4 separate regions of the Sus scrofa genome follow, and regions 1, 2 and 3 are each linked to region 4. The links are chromatin contacts, called in public Hi-C and promoter capture Hi-C maps. All regions are on one chromosome and are shown on one strand. The core of a region is the stretch at or near the end of the contact, and the rest is flanking DNA. Distances in the headings are between cores, read along the strand shown.

Evidence for each region. Promoter capture Hi-C pulls out the DNA fragments that hold promoters and counts their contacts. A called contact is a pair of places that touch in the nucleus more often than the background predicts.
Region 1: a Hi-C map of liver shows a contact between it and region 4, with 3 times the contacts expected there. The contact joins the promoter of SAFB here to the promoter of RANBP3 in region 4. A contact is called at or near these places in 2 of 47 Hi-C or Micro-C datasets (heart right ventricle and liver).
Region 2: a promoter capture Hi-C map of liver shows a contact between it and region 4, with 4 times the contacts expected there. The contact joins the promoter of GTF2F1 here to the promoter of RANBP3 in region 4. A contact is called at or near these places in 1 of 5 promoter capture datasets (liver) and 1 of 47 Hi-C or Micro-C datasets (skeletal muscle).
Region 3: a promoter capture Hi-C map of liver shows a contact between it and region 4, with 4 times the contacts expected there. The contact joins the promoter of MLLT1 here to the promoter of RANBP3 in region 4. A contact is called at or near these places in 2 of 5 promoter capture datasets (fetal liver and liver) and 8 of 47 Hi-C or Micro-C datasets (alveolar macrophages, embryonic fibroblasts, heart right ventricle and 4 more).

What each region holds. Positions count from the first base shown.
Region 1 is chr2:73,333,223-73,335,922 of Sscrofa11.1, reverse strand. It overlaps SAFB (scaffold attachment factor B1), which reads left to right and starts at 1,429. Exons shown (of 21, transcript XM_021084024.1): 1 at 1,429-1,901. The coding sequence starts at 1,539. It overlaps SAFB2 (scaffold attachment factor B2), which reads right to left and starts at 1,381. Exons shown (of 18, transcript XR_002341685.1): 1 at 1,044-1,381.
Region 2 is chr2:72,686,165-72,688,864 of Sscrofa11.1, reverse strand. It overlaps GTF2F1 (general transcription factor IIF subunit 1), which reads right to left and starts at 1,253. Exons shown (of 12, transcript XR_301807.3): 1 at 846-1,253; 2 at 715-761.
Region 3 is chr2:72,779,544-72,782,243 of Sscrofa11.1, reverse strand. It overlaps MLLT1 (protein ENL), which reads right to left and starts at 1,294. Exons shown (of 11, transcript XM_021083993.1): 1 at 1,086-1,294. The coding sequence starts at 1,097.
Region 4 is chr2:73,061,497-73,064,196 of Sscrofa11.1, reverse strand. It overlaps RANBP3 (ran-binding protein 3), which reads right to left and starts at 1,315. Exons shown (of 17, transcript XM_021084014.1): 1 at 1,056-1,315. The coding sequence starts at 1,077.

The sequences.
Region 1 (2,700 bases), core at 180-2,679, 270 kb before region 4:
CCCAAAGGCACAGGATGATCCCAGTACCCCCTAGTTCTTTCTGGGCTCCTCACCCAAAAGACAGACAGTTCAGAAACAGGGTCAATGACAAGTTCCAAAATGACCCCTAACCTCCAAAATGCCTCTGCTCTAAGTCAACAAAGTAACAGGCAGAAAGGCGGCAGGGGCAAAGGGCTGAGGAGCTGGTCAACCCAGCCATCTTTGACCTGAGGTAGAAAAACACCCATCAACCTGGGTAGAGGAGAGGTTAGTGGTTCCACTCAACAAGTATCCCAGTGCCTTCTGGGCCTGGGGAGGCGCGGCGAACCCAGGGAACTCACAAGGTCCTGATCCTCAAGAAGCTAGTTCTGACTTGGGAAATGACAACGCCCCGCCCCAGTTTGTGTCAAGTGCCCCTGAGGTGGGAGCAATAAACACAGGATGGTGCGATATGGAGTCAGGGAAGTGCAGCAGAACTTAGGGAGGCTGGTCGGCGACTCGACATCTCAGACCCCAAAATGACAAGGCGCCAGACAGTTGTTGACCTGGGAGAGGAGCAGTCCGGGGGAAAAGCAAGGGAGGAACAAAGGTCCTGGGGCAGGACCCAGCAAAGCACCCTCCACCCCGAGAAATCTCAAAGGATCTTCAGTCTTGGATCTCCAAGAAAGAAAACCTCTCCAAGACAGAAAACCTCAAAGGATCTTTCTCTCTTGGATCTCCAAGACAAGAAACAAGAGCAAGTAACGGAAAGCACTTGTCCAAGGTCACACAAACAGTCTCCAACCCAAACCCCGGGTGCAGTCTAGAAGCCACCCTGCAGCTATAGTGGGCTTTCAGCGCTCTTGAAACGACTAACTAGAAAAAAAGGAGGAGGTAAGACACAGAGAGAAGCGGTGACGAGCCAAGGTCACACAGCCGGATCCCCGCGGTCCCTGACAGCTCGGGCTGGGTTCGGCCACGAGAAGCGGGCCGGAGGCGCCCCGGGCCCGGGAGTCACGGTGACAGGCCCGCTCGGGGGCGTGCCCCAGCTTCCTGCGCCACCCCAGGGCCCCTGGTTGCCTCACCTTCTTGAGTCGCTCCATCAGGACGCTCTTGTTGCCACCCGTGTCCAGGTTCCGCTTCTTCAGCTCCGCCCGCAGATCGATCACCCGCAGATCGCTGAGCCGCCGCGTCCCGGCTTCTGAAGCGCCCGAGACGACACTGGCCGTGCCAGAACCCGAGTCACCGGACCCTGCCGGAGACTCCGCCATCCCGGGCACCCCGTCTCCGCCACCTACTCCTCACACCGCCGGCGGCAGTAGCGGCTCTGAACACAAAATGGCGCCGCCGGCGAGGAAAACGCACTCGCTTCCTCCCGCCCAGTTTTTCCGGCAGCGCATGCGTGCGGCCCCTACCGGGATTCTTAGCAGCAAGCACGCTAGCGCGTCGACCAAACGCACGTGACCCGGCACAACGCGCAGGCGCCGTAACTGCAGTACGCATGTGTGCCGGCTGATCGCGGCGGGAGGCCAGCAAAACGCAACACGCCTGCGCGCAGTTCCCCAAGTCTCTCACCACGCATGGGCAGACGCGACCGGGAGCGTCGAACCCGCGCCGGGTGCGCCTGCGCAGGAGCGAGGCGCGCCGGGGCGGCTGGAGCGGTTCCCTCGCAGGCGGCGCCATTTTGTGCTAGAAGCCGAGATAAATCCTGCCCGGTTCTGTGTGAAGTGGGCGGCGGAGCCAGGGTCCCTGGAATGGCGGAGGCTCTGTCAGGCCTAGGCGATTCGAGTGCGGCGGGCGCAGCCGCTCTGAGTTCCGCCTCGTCGGAGACCGGGACGCGGCGCCTCAGCGACCTGCGGGTGATTGATCTGCGGGCGGAGCTGAGGAAACGGAATCTGGACTCGAGCGGCAACAAGAGCGTTTTGATGGAGCGGCTCAAAAAGGTGGAGCCGGGGCCTTGGGGGTGGGCAGGAAGTGGGTTGGGGGACCCCGGCAGCCACGACGGTGGCGTCCTGGCCTCGGGGTCCGCCCCCGGCCCTGTCTGCGGCCTGCTTTGGGCCTGGCGCTCAGCGCTTCTCCCGGCTTCTCTCTGGCTCCGGCGGGAGCTCCAGGTTCGAAGTCTAGAGTCGCATCGGGGCGAGACTGGGGAAGCGAACGGGGGAAGTTTGGGGTGACGGGTGACATCGGCTAAGGCCTGTGTTTTCCGCATCATTCACTGTTTTTTAGGGATTTTTTTTTTGGTTGGTTTCATCCCAGTCTGCGAAAGTGGACGCGGAACCTTGAAATCCTCATTTCCTCCGCGGCGTGGGGACTGGGCCAAGGTCATTCGACCCGAGTGGGGAGGTGGGGATTTGAACCCAAGCCGTCTGATTCCCTGAGCCCGTGCGGGCCGCGCGGTTCTCCTTTGGGAAGATAGATGCTCCTTGATCCGTTATGGCCTAGAAGCCTTGAATGAACTGTTAAAGTAATCGTTCCGAAAAAAATCTTCCAAGAGAGAGAAAAAACGGCTTAGGGACCTTCCAGCACGGACTCGGGGACACAGCATGCAAAGGGAAGTGCAGTTAGCAATCGCGAGATAGAACATAGAGGGTTGGGGAGAGATCAGGCCCCTGCCAGGCCCAGGGGCCTGATCTTGGGCATGGAAGACATTTACTACCCCTTCTCGATCCTGTTTCTTTTTGTGTTCGAAGAGGAAAGTAATAGTTCTTCCGTGCTAGGATTAAGTAAGATGGCATGAAACAG
Region 2 (2,700 bases), core at 4-2,503, 380 kb after region 4:
ATTCATTCAGTAAACCCTCCCTGGCTCAGCCCTTTGTGTCAGGCAATGCTGGGGACCCATAAAAGACCTCAGAGGTTCCCAGTCTGTTGGCAAAGTGGGATCCATATTCTCAACTCCATTCAGAAAAACGGACAAAGATTTCTAGGAACCCAAGATCTGGCGCTAACTGGGAACTCAGCCCTAGGCAAGGGGGGTGAGGTGGCAGATAGGGAATATAGTGGAACTAGGATTTCCAGGATCAACAAGAATCCACCCAGCAGTCACAGTGGGCAGTGGCAGAGGGAATGCTAGGTAGGGGGGCTGCATCATACCGGCACTGTTTTTGTTTTGTTTTTTGCTTTTTAAAAGGGCCAAACCGGCCACATACAGAAGTTCCTAGGGTCTAAACGGAGCTGCAGCTGCCAGCCTACACCACAGCCACAGCAACACTGGATCCTTAAACCACTGAGTGAGGCCAGGGATTGAACCCGCATCCTCATGGATATTAGCTGGGTTTCTTACCTCTAAGCCACACGGAACTCCCCATACTGTGTATTAATAATGCACCCATTCGTTCATTCATTCACTCTCTTCAAAAAACAGTGATGCCCCAGACACCTCGGCTCAACCTCAGCCCTGCCCTTAGATTGCTACCGGTCTGGAAGGAGAATCAGGAGGTGCCTGAAGGCTTAGTCCCTTTTGGGAGGAGACGGGGAACTGGGGTCTGGGACTTACTTGGGAACTCGGACAACATATTCAGTGACATTCTGGCTGCAGGGGCCCTGAGGGGAGAGAAAGCAGTGCAGTGAGTGAGGGAGTATAAAGGCTGCAGCCAGGACCCCGGAAACCCCTCGCCTTACACTTACGAGGGCCGCCATGGGCGATGCGCAATGGTAGAAATCTGGTCGGATCCTCGTCCTTTTCGACTCCCCCGGGATGAGGGTCTCTAGGTCCCGCGGAAGCCGCCCTCGAGGTTTCGGCTCTCTGGTCCCTGATCGAGAACCCCGAGCCGCCAATCCTAGGAAAAACTATCCGGGGGTGGCGCTGGAACAGCGGTCAGCCTCTGAGGCCTCTCGTGCCACGTCTGCGCCTGCGCAGCCACTTAAACCGGAAGCGAAACTCTCCCGTGGGCCGCGTCACAGGCTCCGAATCTGACTTAAAAGCAACACCTACTACTGCTCCTGCACCAGCTGACTGCAATATATAGTGCGGATAACTCAATCACGCTGTATAGTAACACCCCGCTCGTGACGTCCCAATTAAGGACCGCGGGGCATCTTGGGAAGGGGTGGAGAAACAAGCCTTTTTCCTGGCCGCCCAGAAGCCTTGCGCATGCGCTACTCCACTCCGGAAGTGAGTCCGAGGAGGCCGCGTTACCATGGTGCCTGAGACCTCCTTCGCACGGAAACACTGCGGCTCCACCTGAGTCTCTTTGGTGTTCATTTTTTCCCTAAGCCCCAGGAGGGAAACCATAATCTCGTCAAGTGATCGGGCCAGGAGCCCTTGTGACGTTGGAACCGAGCCAGGAGGGGTCAAGGCCTGGGTGGGGATCACCCCACCGGCCGCTGGCGGAGTGGGTCTGTGCAAGTTCAAGCTGCACAGATGGCCAGGGCCCTGAGGCCCCAGAAGGGTAACATCGCGGAGGTGGCTGGCTAACTGGATGGAAGGGAAGGAGGCTATGGAGGGCAGGAGAGAGGTACGAGAGGTACGAGTACCCTCCCTGTCCAATTCCAGGTGTGCACACACCCCTCCCCCACCATGTAGTAACACAACTGCGCATGCTCGCATGCTCGGGACCAGCCATTCTTCCATCCACTTTCAGCACCTGCTGGCTGGGTTCTGGGCAGTTCATGGTGAATATGACAAACCATCTCCTGTCCTCTTGGAGGTTGTGGTGGATTATACAGTCTCGGAAAATGATACCTACAAGCCAGGAAGAACAGGGCTGCTACGGGGAAAGAGCAGGTGGCTCAGGGAGGAGGGACTTTTTTTTTCTTTTTGTCTTTTTCCAGGGCCGCACCCGCGGCATATGGAGGTTCCTAGGCTAGGGGTCCAATCGGAGCTGTAGCCGCCGGCCTACGCCACAGCCACAGCAACGCGGGATCCGAGCCGCATCTGTGACCTACACCACAGCTCATGGAAACACCGGATCCTTAACCCACTGAGCAAGGCCAGGGATCGAACCCGAAACCTCATGGTTCCTAGTTGGATTCGTTAACCACTGAGCCACGACGGGAACTCCAAGAGGGACGTTTTAAACTAGGAGTTGGCTAAGCAAAGACACCAAAACTGCACCATAAACTACAGCACTCCATGGGTGGGTCTGATAGTTATGGACTTTCATTTATTCCTTACCCAATACCATACGTCAGAAACCACACCAACTACTTAGAAATATAGAGACGGGGAGTTCCATCGTGGTGCACCAGAAACAAATCCGACTAGGAACCATGAGGTTGTGGGTTTGATCCCTGGCCTTGCTCAGTGGGTTAAGGATCTGGCGTTGCTGTGAGCTGTGGTGTAGGTCTCAGGCTCAGCTCAGATCTGACGTTGCTGTACCTGTAGCGTAGACCAGCAGCAGTAGCTCCGATTGGACCCCTTGCCTGGGAACCTCCACATGCCCCCGGTGCAACCCTAAAAAAAAAGAAAAGACAAGAAATATAGAGATGGGATGAGAAAGACAAATAGTCCTTGTCCTCATGGAGTATGGAATACAGCGAT
Region 3 (2,700 bases), core at 45-2,544, 280 kb after region 4:
AAGCAAAAAAATCAGAGTCACAGAGGCAAAGAAGGCTCAAGCTGAGAGAAGTAAGGCATTTGGTGTCAAGGGTGTTAGAGCTCCAGGTCAGAGCAGAAATGGCCCATGGGCCCGATCACAGAGAAGATCTGAAGGTGAAGACACAGCCCCTTGGGTCCAAGGGAGAGTGACCAGGGCCTGAAACCCTGAAGCAGCAGAGTGAGTCAAAGATCTGAAGAAGCAAGCCTAGGTCCAAAAAGGGGGATGTTCAATGCAGGCCTGGCTCCTGATGGGAAAAGGGTCTGAGGAGAAAGTGATGCTCAGGCTGAGACAGGGGCAGGATCAGAGGGGAGAGAGGGCTCAGGCCTGAAAAAGGACTAGAGGACAGGTTAGGGTGGGCCTGGGTTCAAGAAAGGAAGAGGCTGCAGATCAAGGTCCCAGGAGTTCTGGGGAGACTCAAACCCCAGCAAAGGCTGAATGATTAGAAGAGGCAGCAGGCTGGGGGGCTCAGGAAGTTTGAGGGGACCGGGGGCCAAGGGTCCAGAGGAGGAAGGAGACACCAACCAGCCCTAGGTTCAGAGAGGAACGGGGGACTGACCGGATCTGAGGAATGAAGGGTCCCCTGCGGGGAGGGAGGCTGCGGGAATTCAAGAATGGGCGGGGGTGCCAAGAGAGGTCCCAGGGGACTCCGGGTCGGAATGGAATCACAAGGGGCGTCCCAGGGGGATGTGGGCCAGGCCGGGGTCCCGAAGAGCGTCCCAAAGGGTTCTGGGCTAAAGCGGGGTCACAAGGGACGTCCCACGGGGATCTGGGACGGACCGGGGCTCCGAGGGCAGTCCCAGGGGGCTCTGGGCAGCGGGAGACCGGGGCTTCCAGGGTAGTCCGAGGCGCTTTGACCCGCTGAGGGTCGCAGGTGGGGGAAGGGCGCCCCCGCCCCACATAAAGGCCGGGGGAGCAGTGGGCGCGCACAAAGCAGGGCGGGCGGGCGCCGAGCGGGGGCGGGGAGGACAGGACCGAGGAGGGCCGGGCCAGGCGGGCGGGGAAGGGAGGGAGGGAGGGAGGGAGGGGGCCGGGCGGGCGGCGCGGGCTGCGCGGCCGTTCCTCACCTGATTGTCCATGGCTGGCGCCCCGCCCCGCCCCCGGGCCCCGCGTCGCTCGCCGCCGCCGCCGCTCAGCGCCTCCCCGCCGCCCTCATTGTGTGTCAGGCGCCGCCGCCGCCGCTCCCGGCCGCCCGCCCGCCCGCCAGCCCCGCGGAACCGGAAACCACCGCCAGCCCGGGTCGCGCACCGACCGCGGGCCCCCGCCGCCGACTCGGGCCCGCCGCCCCGACAGACAGGCTCCTGGGCCAATTGGCAGGGCGGACGGCCTCTTGAGGGGTGGGACTTCCGGCCTGGCGGGGGCCTGCCGGGCCGCGGTCGGAGGGACGAAGCCCGCAGCCAATGGGAGACCCGGACCGGAGGGGCGGGAGGAGGCAGGGAGGGAGGCGCGAGGCGAGCCCCGCAGAGGGGAGCGCGAGGTGTGCGCCGCACGTGGAGGGGGGCGGGGGCGGGACGGGCGCGCCGCGCCTGCGCACTGTGGCCCGCAGGGGGCGCTGCTTAGAGCCCGGAGCATTCCTGGGCCGAGCCTCCCCAGGCGGCGGTAGCCTTGGTGGAGGGTTCGGGGTCTGGGGAGGGATCTCCAGGGACAATTTTGTTTCCTGGCCACGTGTTGCTACTGTGTGATGGAATGACCCTGGTCTCTGGAACTGCAGATTAATTTTCCAATCTTGGATCTACATCATGGCCCACCTGGTCATCTCCCTTCTTCCCTTGAGTCTCAATTTGCATCCATAAAATGGGGACCATCAAGATACAGTGTGATGCTAGTTCACGCTAATTTGAATGATACAGATCAGAATCTGCTACGTAAACAAGAGGCTCTCATTTTATCCACGAGATTTATCATCCCGGTCCGTCCAAAACCCCATCTTTAATTTCCCCACTATGACATGCTTTCACCACGACTTGTAAACTGTGTTTAGATCGGTCTTAAACATATTGCCCCATCTTTTTTGGATCTTGTAAGCCACTTGTCTCTTGGGCATTCTGCCTGGGATTTGGGGTCCCTTATGCAGTTATTTAAAATCCCTTCTTATAATTAAAAATCAGGGGTTTGGGGAGTTGCCACTGCGGCTCAGTGAGTTAAGAATCAACATAGTGTCTGTGAGGATGTGTGGGGTTGGGTCCCTGGCATCGCTCAGTGGGTTAAGGATTGCGCATTGCTGCAAGCTTCAACATAGGTCACAGATGACATTCAGATCTGGCATTGCTGTGACTGGCGTAGGCTGGCAGCTGTGTAGCTCCAGATGGAACCCTAGCCAGGGAACTTCTATATGCTGCAGGTTTGTCCTTTAAGAAAGAAAATCGGGGGGGGGGTGTTGTTTGGCTTCTTTTCCCCCACTCCACTCCTCATTTAAGTATCAGGCAAGGCTTCATTATGTGTTCTGGCTGGTGCTTTGCACTGAGGAACAGCACCAGAAAATTGGTAACTTTGAGAAGATGAAAGTAAGTCCACACAAATACTCTGAAGAGGGCCAGAGTCATTGCAGAGAGTAACACCATGCTTTTTAGTCCAGAGGAGGGTGAGCTGGGGCATGGGGTGTGGAGGTGGTGGGGGGGGCGAAGTTTGAGATCATGCTGAGAAAATAAACAGCCACTTTAATGCAAGCACAACTTTAATTTT
Region 4 (2,700 bases), core at 66-2,565:
AGGCTTAATCCAGGTAACACCTCAAGGCTTTGAACAGTACCTGGTACCAGGCCAAACGCTCCACGAGGGTGAGCACATATTATTGCCATTCGTGCAGCTGAGTATGGAAACCTCAGGACAGCAGGGACAAGGGTACGGGAGAATCAGGGCCAGGCAGGTAGAGAGCTTGCCTGTAGTTGTGCACCTAGAAACGGAGGGAACTAAAAATAGGCCTCAGAGGCCCTGAAGCTACAGCGATCTCAACATCACGGTTGATTTCATCAGACATCGACTTATGGAGCGCTTTCTCTGGGCCGTTCGGAACTGTAACCTTGTCAAAATCGCTCAGGTGGGATGTCAGCGCTCCGCAGGAGAGAATCATACAGCCTGCCTCTTTCTGGAAGTGCAACAAAAAAGGGCCGAAAGGCAGCCAAGGCTTTCGGTGGCCCACATCCTGAGACTGAGCCTAAATGAGCGGAGTCGCGGGTCGCCACGAAGGATCCGGGGGAACTGGCGGGAACTGGGGGGCCGTTTTGGGGGTGGGGGCGAAACAAACCCGACGTTCTCCATCCTCGGCGTGGGACAGGCGGGTGGAGGATGAGAAGCCTCCAGGCGGGTGGAGGATTAGGGGGTGGGGCGGCACGGCAGGGAAGAGGGGAAGCCCAGGTACCGAGAACGAGGGGGCGGGGAGGGAGCGTGGCGCGCTGGGCCCACGACCAGGCCCGGAGGTCTATTTACATCTGTGACCGAGGCGCTGAGGGCGCGCCTCCCGCCCCTTTTCAGCCCCAGGCCTGGCCTGCAAGGCGGAAAGGCCTCAGGGCCGCAGCCCCCCGCAGTTTCCCGAGCCGTCTAGCCAGACCGTGGTAAGGCTGGGGCTGCCGGGAGTGATAGGCCGGGCGGATGAGCCCGGCCTGAGGGAACGCAATGGGGGGCGGCTGCAGGGCCCGCTGGGCCGCCCTCCCGGAGCACACAGGCTCCCTGCACCTCGGGGTGCTCACCCCTCGGGCCTGTGGTCCCAAGGCCTCCCGCCGCCCGTTCCCTGGCCGCCAGCTGGCCCCCGACGGCGCCTCCCCTACCTTCGTTCGCCAGGTCCGCCATTTTACTTCCTTAAGCCCTCCCACAAGGCCTCGCGCCGGCCGGGGCTCGTCTGCTTTCTGCCAGAAACTCCCGCGCGTGCGTACTTCCCAAGCCGACTCCGAGCGAGGCAGGCAGCTTGCGCATGCGCGCTGAGCCAGGCGCGCAGTGGGGCTCTGGATCACTGTCCCCGCCCGACCAAGCTCGGAGCACGAACCTGCGTTTTAACCGCCCCCGCCTCCCTTTCCCGCCGATCAAGGGTGGGTGGGGGTGTGTGGGCGTGGGTAGGTTAAGACGCATGCGTGGTGGAGTTCCCGGGCGACGCGGGAAGCAACGGTTGGTAAGGCGGCCGGGCAGGGATGGGTTCTGACCGTCCCGCATTTCGCTCGTTTTGCGGTCCCGCCCTCCTCGGTGGGAGCGTGAGTTGTGGTGGGCGCCGCGATCGAGGCCTTCTAATAGGTAAATCGCTGGGTCTGGAGTGGGGGCCTTTCCACGCGGGCAGGCCTGGGGCCTGCAGGAGGGTCGTGGGGTGTCCTAAGTCACCCCAGACCAGTTCTCCGTCTAAGGGACCAGTACTTTGAGCAGACGTTTTTCTGAGATCACGTGGAGACGTGGGAGATGGTTGGGGGAAGTAGAAGCCTGAAGTTAAAGATCACTGGCTTTTGGGAGGGGGACGAGGCCGTGGACTCAACAGGGCCTGGCACGGAGCCTCTGTGTTTTCATTGATCACGTGGGCTGATCAACTTCACAGGGCTGAGGGGAGACTATTGGACCCCCTGGGCTCATTCGCGACGCATCTGCTACGGATCCCTCAGAACATCCCCTGGACTCTGCCTCCTCTCCAAAATAGAGCCCAGATCCACCCGTTCTCCCCAGAAAGGCTTTCACTGCCTGAGGCCAGATCATCCTCATCTCTATCCTGGAAGACTGAACAGCATCTTCTCTCTCTGCTCTCTTTCATTTTTAGGAAATAAGCAACACGCAGAGGAATCTTTTAAAAAATATGAGTTATCCTGCTGGGTAGCATTGAGAACTATGTCTAGATACTCATGTTGCAACAGAACGAAGGGTGGGGAAAAAAATGTATACATGTAAGGATAACTTGATCCCCTTGCTGTACAGTGGGGGGAAAAAATGTTAGATCAAGAGCACATCTTTCCTCAATGCTTCCAAAACACTTTCCGCTGAACTTGGAATACATTCTAAATCTCTCATTTAGGCTTACAAAGCCCCCCTGTTTTCTGCTGCCATGCGCTCCCTTGCTCATTTGCAGTTCTGACACATGGATCTTTCTGTGTTTGGGAGCTTACCAAACTCAGGATCTTTGCACTTAAGAGTGATCCCTCTGCTTGGGACTTTGTGTCACATGTCTTTGGTTTAAGGCCCGACAGTCCTTGCGCCACCTCTGGCTTGTAAGCTAAGGGTAGTTTTTTACATTTTGGATTTTTTTGGGGGGGGGGTTGGCTGTGCCCTTGGCACACAAGTTCCTGGGCCAGGGATTAAACCTGCACCATAGCAGTGACCAGCACCATAGCAGTGACAACGTCAGATCCTTAACTGTTAGGCCACCCCGGAACTCCTGGTTTTTATGCTTTTAATTTTTGGGAGAAAGTCAAAAGAAGAATAATGGCTCATGACATGTGAACA